Regions from separate parts of the Rattus norvegicus genome. Here region 2 is linked to region 1. The links are chromatin contacts, called in public Hi-C maps. All regions are on one chromosome and are shown on one strand. Each heading gives the region's core, a stretch centred on a gene start, on an enhancer-like site or on the middle of the called end of the contact. The rest is flanking DNA. Distances are from core to core; before and after follow the strand shown. Region 1 has its middle 55 kb from the start of Stard4. Region 2 has its middle 76 kb from the start of Nrep.

Region 1 (4,969 bases), core at 1,359-3,858:
CACATACATCAAGGATTAAAGAACAATATTTGATAGGAATAGTAGCTGAGGTTAGATGCTAATATCCCTCCACAGGAGGAACATTTTCCAAAGCCTAGGCTTTAGTTCTACATAATCAAGCAATGACCAAAAAATGGGGAGGATGATGAGTGGGCTACACATGCAAAAGGCAGTTAAAGCAAAAGAGAGCAAGGCAGGATTGCCTGGGACGCTCACAGGAGCGATGTCACTCGATCCGTCATGCGGAGGGCTGTTGGATTTGAGAAACAGTAGAGATTAGTGGGGACTTTTTCTGGGGAGAAGCACAATCAGACCACGAGTTCAAGGAGAGTTGAGAAGATTTCTTCTGCCTTGGGCAGACTGAGCCATCATAAAGACAGTGCTGAGGAACATAAATAAGTATGAACACAGAGGCAGACATGACTGCTTGCTTACAGTATTCCACAGGGTCTTAGAGGCACTCGGGATTGAATTTATCTTGACCGTGCAGGTTCAGGTATTTGGCTAAACTGCCTGAAAAGCTCACAGCTTAAAGAGCGTCTCTTGGTGTTCACAGTATGTAGTGGCTATTCCTGCTTGTCGACTTGACTATATCTGGAATTAGCTATAATCCAGAGTTGGAAGGCTCACTTTTGATCCTGATCTTGAGGCTGGGAGATACAAGTTTCTGACCTGGATCTTGGTATGGAGATCTTGAGGCAAAGTGGCTATGGATTCCAGGAGCTTAAGGTAAGGAGGTATCTGAGTTCAAGGTCACCTGGGACCAAGCAAGTCCAGACCCTGGCGTGGCGGTGCACACCTTTAATCTGGGACATGCCTTCTGCTGGAGACTTACAAAGGGACATTGGAAGAAGGAAGAATCTCTCTCTCTCTCTCTCTCTCTCTCTCTCTCTCTCTCTCTCTCTCTCTCTGCCTGCCTGCCTGCCTGCCTGCCTGCCTGCCTGCCTGCCTGCCTGTGGGACGGAGCCACTGCTAGATACGTAGACTTCCATTCAGAGCTGCTGCTGAGCATAGTTGGGGAGTTGGACTACAGACTGTAAGTCATCAACCAATTCTCTTACTATACAGAGACTAACCATAAGTTCTGTGACTCTGGAGAACCCTGACTAAGACACAGTATTTACTTAAACTATGTTCATGTGGACACACTTACGCCCTAATTTTACACTTACCTAAACCTAATTTTATTTCCTCACTCATTTTTATTACTTCTGTGTGCTGCCATTGTGTTCATAGATTGGCAGCTTAATTTTGAATTTCATTTAGAAGTTTTGGGCCTCTAACTGGAATTTTTTTCAAGAAGTCAAACATTCATTTGTTTACAAGGAAAATTATAGACGCCATCTCTGACTTTAATTGTATGTGTTCCTCCAGCCTTGGTTAATTTCAACATTAATTTAAATTTAACTGGTCAATAATTAGAGTACGCATTATGTACGCATTATTACAGTCTATGCACTGAGCGTGCACACACACACACACACACACACACACACACACACACACACACCTTTAAACTAGACCTGACTATTCTCTTGTTCCTACAGAACTGCTTAACAGCCTTTCCAGGCGAAGTCATGTGGAAAGCAGCGCCATAGTGTTAGTTAGTTCATGCTCCACTGAGGAATTCCTGGGGAGGAACATGCAGCTGTAGACCAGGGTCCCAGGAGGATGTCAACAGGGTAGAGGACAATCAACAAAGAGAATGCTAATTAAAAATCCAGTTAACCTCCAAACAATAATAAATCAGAAAGTTAGTCAAGCTGGTTGGACTGAATGGGACAGGAGCCAAAGCATCAAATAAGGGTCTGAATCAGATGACCGGAAACAGAGCCAACATGGGAAGTTACCCTGGAAGTCGGGGACATTGCTCTGGCAACATTTTACGCACAGGTTGGTGAAGCCAGCCATAGTAGCATCCAGGCTGGATGGATTCAAGTCATTTGATGGGAAAATAACAGCACTAAGACGGTTTTGCAAGCACTAGTTTGCCAGTGTTGGTCTTGTCTGTCAACTGAAAGAGCTGTACCAACTTCCACGCTCGGAGAATGAAAACATTCACACGCACACGCGTGCGTGCACACATGCACAGACACATGCAATCTGCATTCAGCACCTGAAGTTTTGAGCTAACACTTCTCTTCTATCCAGCCAGACCTCCCTTAAACTTTGCAAATCTATTCTTGGTAAATGTGCTGAAAATATTAATCTGCTCCAGACAACATGTGAGGAGAGTAAACAGCTAAGCCAGAGAGCCAGAGCATATATCCTTCCTCAGCAGTGACAGGTACCCATGAGCCTTCTCTAGGGAGGAAATGAGTGTCTTCATGTCCCTAGATTAATTGCCCGAATATGGGAAAATGCTTGTGCTGTGGGGGTGCTGTACTGTAAAAATCAAATACGCTGACCAGGGTCTAAGACAGAGTAACGTGTGCCAACTTTGTCCAGGGTAGCATAAACTTGCCTTAGCTGTTTCCTGAAGATAGGAGCTGGAATTCTCCTGGGTAAAGCTGACTGAGCTCATAGGTTTCACCCTTGGCCTACTTTGTTTATCTCCAGACCAATGAAGCATTCAGTCTAGACCGTACAGTATTTCAAACGGCTCCTGTCACTTCTTTCCCAAGCATCTGGTTTTCCTCAGCTCCCCCCACCCCCACTTGTGACTCACCCTGTATAGCCTTGCACTAGGATTCAAGAACTTCCGTGAAATGTCCTGTCCTGTGCCTGGGTCACTGAAAACAACTGTGGAAGCCTGGGACCCGACCTCCAAGGTGTCTTATAAAATAATACCAATGAGTATTTTTTTTTCTGTAGATAAAGAATGTGAGACATTTGACTGTGACTCTGTACTTGACTTCAGAGCAGCCAGGAAACAGAACTCCTGCCCTTCTGGGTTCCTCCTGGGAATGTCTCACAGTGGAAACATGAAGGTCCTACCTCATTTACAGTCCTGTAGCTTTCATGCACTTAATACCACAGGACACGCTACTTTTGTTTTTCCTTCTTTTCTTTTTTTTTCTTTTTTTTTTTCCGGAACTGGGGACCGAACCCAGGGCCTTGCGCTTGCTAGGCAAGCGCTCTACCACTGAGCTAAATCCCCAACCCTTTTCCTTATTTTCTAAAATGTTTAAATTCCCACCAGTGAACAAGTCGTCACCGAGATCCATTGATTATCAACAGCATGAATTATTGCGTCCTGCCTCAGCAGAGGTACACACCAAAGCTCTGATATTATAATGTGTGACCATATATGATATCAAGAGAGATAGAAATGGTATTATGATTGATATAGGTGATGATAGTGACAGAGACAGAGAGATAGACATAGACACATACAGACAGATGATAGATAGATGATAGATGACAGATAGATAGATAGATAGATAGATAGATAGATAGATAGATAGGTAGATAGAATCTCCTGGGAATAATCAAGTTTTTATTTTGCACAAATTATGATTGAATCTACTAAAAAACAAATACTAAGATATGATTATCAGGCAAAGGGGGGCATTATACAAATAAGAAAGCTGTTTGTCAACTCCAAAGTGAGCTGAAGAAAAAAAAATCACCCCATGTAAAGGAACATCAAACAACAGGGGATGGATCATGTGTCCCTAGACCTAAATTTTATGTGGCAGACACATTGTTGGTAATGGAGTTTGGATGCTTTAGAAAGAGCTTTGTACTTGGCATTTTAGGAAGGAAGGGCAGAAATTTTTTTCTTTTCTTTTTTTTTTTTCCGGAGCTGAGAACTGAACCCAGGGCCTTGCACTTGCTAGGCAAGCGCTCTACCACTGAGCCAAATCCCCAACCTCAGAAGGGCAGAAATTAAATGTTGAGTATATAGTAAGACCTTGTTCTAGTTCAATACAGCCATCCAAAAGAGATAACCAGCAGCTTCGAGAGATTATGAGCCCAGAACCAGTGTGGTCCTCTTTACTCTCTTAGAGATATACCACACTAGCTCACCATCAAATACAGATACCAGTAAAGATAGTCACAACAGAGGCACTGGAACCCTCAGAGTAAAGATCACATAGGTATTGATGTGCTTAATCTAAACTACAAGACACGGGCAACATAGTTATTCATAAGGATACTGGCAGACTGTGGGAAACAGTCCTAAAGCCCTACTTCTGGATCAGTGACGTTCTGAGCTTATCTCACTAAGGAACAAATAGGGAGATATGGTTGTCAGAGGGAGAAGAGGCATTATACAAATAAGGAAGCTATTGTCTCGATGTGGCCAGCAGGACCATTTCCAGGGAGATGGGAGGTTATGAAAAGGTACTTGGAATTCTACTGAGGGAGACAGGTAATGGGGAATGTGGAGCAGAGTTTCCAGTAAGAGAAAAGCTAGACATGCTGATGACAGGTGAGCATTTTGTCACTCATAAATCATCTCATTATAATTTGTCCTTTGGTTGCACTAGAAAGCACTCATGAGTGTGACAGTCAGTGAATTATTAAGATTTTTTGGTATCCTTGGTATCTTTATTTCACAGAAGAGGAAACATTGTTCTGTAATAAATTAACACAACATTCACTGAGCTATTCATTCTCTCTCTCTCTCTCTCTCTCTCTCTCTCTCTCTCCCTCCTCCTCCCCCTCTCCCTCTCCCTCTCCCTCTCCCTCTCCCTCTCTCTCGCTGTGTTTTCAATGTGCATGTAATTTTTTAACCATTAAATGATGACTGGGACATATTGAGCCCCTAAAGTGAGGATCCTCCTTTTGTGATCTCATTTACACCTGGAAGACTTCAGTGGAATGCCATGAGACAGACAGACCTCTGAATGCCATGAGACAGACCTCTGAATGCCATGAGACAGACAGACCTCTGAATGCCATGAGACAGACCTCTGAATGCCATGAGACAGACAGACCTCTGAATGCCATGAGACAGACAGACCTCTGAATGCCATGAGACAGACAGACCTCTGAATGCCATGAGACAGACCTCTGAATG
Region 2 (4,969 bases), core at 973-3,472, 84 kb after region 1:
ACTAGAATGAATTCAGACACAGAAAGATAACAAAAATCAGATAAAAATTTCTGTACGTCAAGAGTTTTATTCATGTACAGTTAGCCAAATTTTCTCATGTTGTTGTGCGCTTATGTTTTCTTCCCACATCCCTTTAATGTATATACAAGTATAAATAAATGCATATGTGATTTAATTTCATAAAAATAAATTTTAAAACACATTGCATATAAAATAATACATAGAGTATGTGTACGAATATATTCTAAGCACATGTTTATCTATTTTGATGTCTACAGAAGTGTGTGTATGTGACTGCTCATGTAAATCTGTTTTGTAGATATTTTTCTATGTCCTATAGTTATGTCAGTATAGCTCATTCCTTGGCATCATAAATTATTTGCTCATTTGTTGATAGTATTCCGGGATCCCTTCAGTAAAGAAAAACACAATGACACACATGTATCTTCTTCCCACTAGAGTCACTGAGTTTTGTAACACAGTATCTTTTGGTTTCTCACAATCCATACACTGAGGGAAGAGGAATAGGGCGAGCTTCTCTTGCTTTGTGTCATCCTTCCTCAGGCACACAGAAGTAGCAGCGGCCAGCCCAGCTTTGCAAGAAAACCCTTTTCCCTTTGCAGCCCAGAGGAAGTGAGTGTGCAGGGTGCTCTAACAGAAGTCTCATGGCTTCGTAGCACAGAAGGAAGAGTCTCTCCCTTCTGCTGGATAGCCACAACGAGGCTAAGGCCCGGGAAGCCCCCATAAGTGTAGTTTAACTGTACAGTGAACTTTGCGAGCCGCTATAACCACCAGATCCTCGTAGCTGAAATGAGCTCTTGCACTCCTTTGCTTTGCTGACAGCCTGGCTTGGGTCTAACGTCCATACTTCTTCTCAATGCTCACATTTCGGTGTTACTCTTCTCCGTGCCTCTGTCTCCTTCTTTGTTTTCAAATGCATTATTCTGTGCTCCTAACTTTATACTCTTGCTTGGTACGTACCCATGACTGTAAAAAACATAAAAACACTTAGGAAACAAGTGAGCTATAAACAACAAAGATAAATGAGTGCACTGAAAGAAAGAAAGTAAACCCCAGAATCCTGGGGGAAGGGGGGATCTGGATGGCATGCTGTCTTTATTTAGAATATGAAAAATGCTACTGTGCTGCCTTTCAAAAATGGCACTGCAATTTACTTTCCTGCAGTCTGAGCATCGACTCTCAAACATGGATTTGCTTTTCATCCTGGTTGTGGGCACACACACTTAGAATCCCCACATTTAGTGACAACAGCACATAGATTGTGACTTTGAGGCCAGTCTAGGCTACATAGCAAACATCTTTCCTGATCCTGTGATCTTGTGATCCTGTGATGGTGTGTGTGTGTGTGTGTGTGTGTGTGTGTGTGTGTGTGTGTGTGTGTGAATGTGTGTGAATATGTGTGTGAGTGTGTGTGTGTGTGAATGTGTGTGTTAGTGTGTGTGAACATGTGTGTGTGAGAGAGTGTGTGTTTGTGTGAGTGTGTGAATGTGTGTGTGAGTGTGTGTGTGAGAGAGTGTGTGTTTGTGTGAGTGTGTGAATGTGTGTGTGTGAGTGTGTGTGTGAACATGTGTATGTGTATGAGAGAAAAGAGAGATTTTATTTATTAATGTTAAATGTCATCCAAAATCTTATTAAATTTTGCCACTTTAAAAGCACAGATGCACCAATTTGATTTATAATTATTGCAAACAATTTTGAGCATTTTAAGTTTTGTCAATCCTTTTAAGTGTTCTTCTCTAAACTGTCCCTTGGTACTGTTTGTTAATTTTAACCCTGTGACCTCCCTTGTTTTCGTTTTCTTTATCTTATTTTATGGGTACATTTTTAACCAGTATGGATCTTGACTTGGTTTTTTGTGCTTATTACAAATATTTTCCCACAGTCCTTGTTTGGCTTTTCTTTCTCTCTCTTTTTTCCTCTTTTTTATATAAGCTGATTTTTGCCAAATAGAAGTTTGAACTTCCCAATCTGACATGGTTCCCCACACAGTCCGTGGGCCTCCTGTTAAACTTAGAAGGTTCCCTCCACTCCAGGATTGTAAAAATATGGAGTGCATTTATTTAAAGCACGAGATGGCCAAATTCAAACAGGCAACAGTAATGAAATTGACAGGATGCCAAAGCAAACAGCCCAGAGCCCCACTGAGGAATCTGCCTAGCCCACATTTTCCCCTCACACTGTATTTTTCCAGCCTGTAGTTATTTGGCCCGCCTCTAGGCAGCCTTGACTTTCCACTAAGTGCCCCGCCTGCCTCTTTGACTCCTAAGCAGAGAATTGCTTGATTTTTCGGTTTTGCCATCAGTTTTCAAAGACTGTTATCAGCAACAAGTGGCCTCCGGCTACCTGTGTGTCTCTCACGCCAGGGCTTGGAGCAGCAATACTGACTAGATCTTCCTTCATCTGTCTTCGTTTACACTCCCACCCTCCTGCCTCTTCCAGCAAGGGCGCCAAAGCTGTCCCAGCTTGGCCGAGTTCCAATGGGAAAGTTTGATGTTGCAAGCTTTCAAGCTTTTAAAAGCGGCTTGCGTTTCCCCAACTTAGAATCATACAGACTTCCTTGACTTTCTTCTAATTCAATCAAGACAAAGAAAGCAAGCTGAGTTTGCTGCTGCTTGTCTCTAGGGAGGCAGCTCCAGGCGAAGGGCTGATGTAAGAGCCACGGTTCGTGGACTTTATCTGCCCTGCTGCTTCCGGACAGGCTGTAGCTGTAACGCTTTTTCTCTTTCTGCAGGGACATTGTGTTTTCTGCTATAAAGTTTTACTTTTCAGAGGGACTGAAAACTAGCCAACAGCAAGGGTTATCTTAAAAATACTTTTGCCCTGGCAGTCTCCATGCCAGAGCCCCACATCAGTTGTGAGCAATGGCTTAAACACATTCCAATGGAAAAATGCTACGGATACCGTGCAAACGAGGCTCCAAGCCAATCCCTACAACCCTCACGGTACAGCTGACGAACTATACTTTTATCCCTCTAAGGAGACATAGAGGACAGCCCATCTTCTCTCCAACATCCCAGATACCGTGCAACAGGATGGGCAGGGGTTTGAGAGCTTTACCAAAGAGCTGAAGCTTCCCTGAGCAAGGCCGGACAGTTGACAACTGACAGGCATCTCTGAGCTCACACCAGATGGGAAGGAGCTTCCTCTACCCTCCTGCCCTGGTGGAGCACTGATTACTGTGACCCCTTGTTGGTGACTATTAGGGAGCAGGGTCCTACCACCATCATCATTCCTGGAAGCATTAACAAGGTTTCTGAAAGCACGGAGACTGTCAGACTCATGAGCCTTGGTTCTGGATTGTGGGCGCAGGCTGCCTTTTCAGGTGTTTCCTCTCAAACAAACGTATTACATTTAATAATTCAGCAAGTTTTTGTTATGTGGTTGGTTGCCTTATATTTGTATATGTGTATACAAAGGCCAAAGAGGATGTCTGCTGTCCAACTTTTTCAATCTCCACTTGATTCACTGAGCCTGAAGCTATCTGAACTGGACCGTCAAGGCCCCCCAGGAGGGATTGTGGTGTTGCAGGACTGAGGCAGAGGTACAGGCAGGCACACATGTGGCCCTTGTCTGGTTATTCACCTGGGTACTGGGATTTGAACTCAAGTCCTCCTGCTTATGTGGCAAGCACTTTTACCTTCTTGGCTATGTTTCCGGTCATATGGAGGTTTATTTTAATTTAAAAAATTCTTACCTTGAGCTTTCAAATTTGCCAAGAACTATATAAAAGGTGCATTAAGATAATGAGTTGATAGGTCCTTGGCTAATATTAGGAAGTCTTGGCCAAATGTGAGTTGTACGTGTTATTAGGATTGATATTATTTTTGAGAAGAAGAAATAGTTTCAGGGTAAAAATTGTGAGTGAGCATCAAGAGAGAAAGTGGCTATAGAGCCATCCCAGTGGGTGGAACCTAATGTTGAGTGTCCTTCCCCTCCTTCTCCAAATCTCTGTGCAATGGTGTAACTGTGTTTGTGTAAGCACATATGTGTGTGCGTGTCTGTGGAGGTCAGAAGTAGACATCTGATGTCTTTCTCAATCGCTCTCCATCTTCTTTCTTGAGACGGGTCTCTACTGCCTCTGGAATTCACTGGTTCAGCTACTCTGGGTGGCTGACAAGCCTCGGGATCCTCCTTTCTCCCCTCCCCAGCACAGCCTAGGAACTACAGGACCACAGGTGTATACTCAGATGCCCAGCCTTTGAAGTTCCTTCTGGGGATCAGAACTCAGGTCCTCCCCACTGTCATGCAGGAAGGGGCTTACAGGCTGAGCTACCTTTCCCGATGTTTCTTCATTCTTCTACAGGAGACCCTGTAGACTAGGAGTGTGACGACCGTTCCCTCCAGGAGACGTCTAAGATGAAAGGCACACAATTTTAAAATGATTCTAATATATTTACAGGGTTGGAGCATGGGTGATGCAGACAGGTTGAATCATTCAAGGCTGTGTGACAGGGGACAGTGGTTGTCCCTGCAGCTGCAGAGAGAAGACTCACCTTACATTTGTTCACTCCTCACACAGCACCTCATCTTGGCACCAGACAGGTACAGGAGCAGAATGTTCCATGTTTGTTAGAACAACTCCTCAGACAAGGGAGGCATTCAGATGTAGAATTCAGCTCCAAATTTCAGATTGGGATACGTTTATAACCTTTTAGAGAGAAACCTTTTCTAGATTTTTCAAAAACACCTAACATTCATGAAATGTTTGAGAAGGTTATTAAGTATGGTGCATGTGTCTTCCATTCCCTTTCGACGCTCTGGGCTGGGTGTTTTCTCGTTACCTTCATCTTGAGTGGGAGAGGAACAAGGCACAGAAAGGCTGAAGGAACTTTGCAAGCCAGTGAATAACAAGCAAACAACGGGATGGACACTGGAATGTGGTCAGTCAGGCAGCAAAACTTTTGGCTCTTCCGGGCAATTTACGAAGAATTTTTCTGACATGTCATTT

What was found. A called contact is a pair of places that touch in the nucleus more often than the background predicts.
Region 2: a contact with region 1 is called in a Hi-C map of the A7r5 cell line, with 1.8 times the contacts expected there. The contact joins two enhancer-like sites.

Annotation. Positions count from the first base shown.
Region 1 is chr18:25,156,928-25,161,896 of GRCr8, forward strand. No RefSeq gene overlaps it. Among named protein-coding and RNA genes, the nearest start is that of Stard4, 55 kb to the left of the region's middle. Within about 2 kb of position 2,609, at least 21 of the 93 cell types and tissues checked have an H3K27ac peak or open chromatin away from gene starts, as enhancers often do. A contact at or near this core is called in the A7r5 cell line, where this site is marked.
Region 2 is chr18:25,241,264-25,246,232 of GRCr8, forward strand. No RefSeq gene overlaps it. Among named protein-coding and RNA genes, the nearest start is that of Nrep, 76 kb to the right of the region's middle. Within about 2 kb of position 2,223, at least 40 of the 93 cell types and tissues checked have an H3K27ac peak or open chromatin away from gene starts, as enhancers often do. A contact at or near this core is called in the A7r5 cell line, where this site is marked.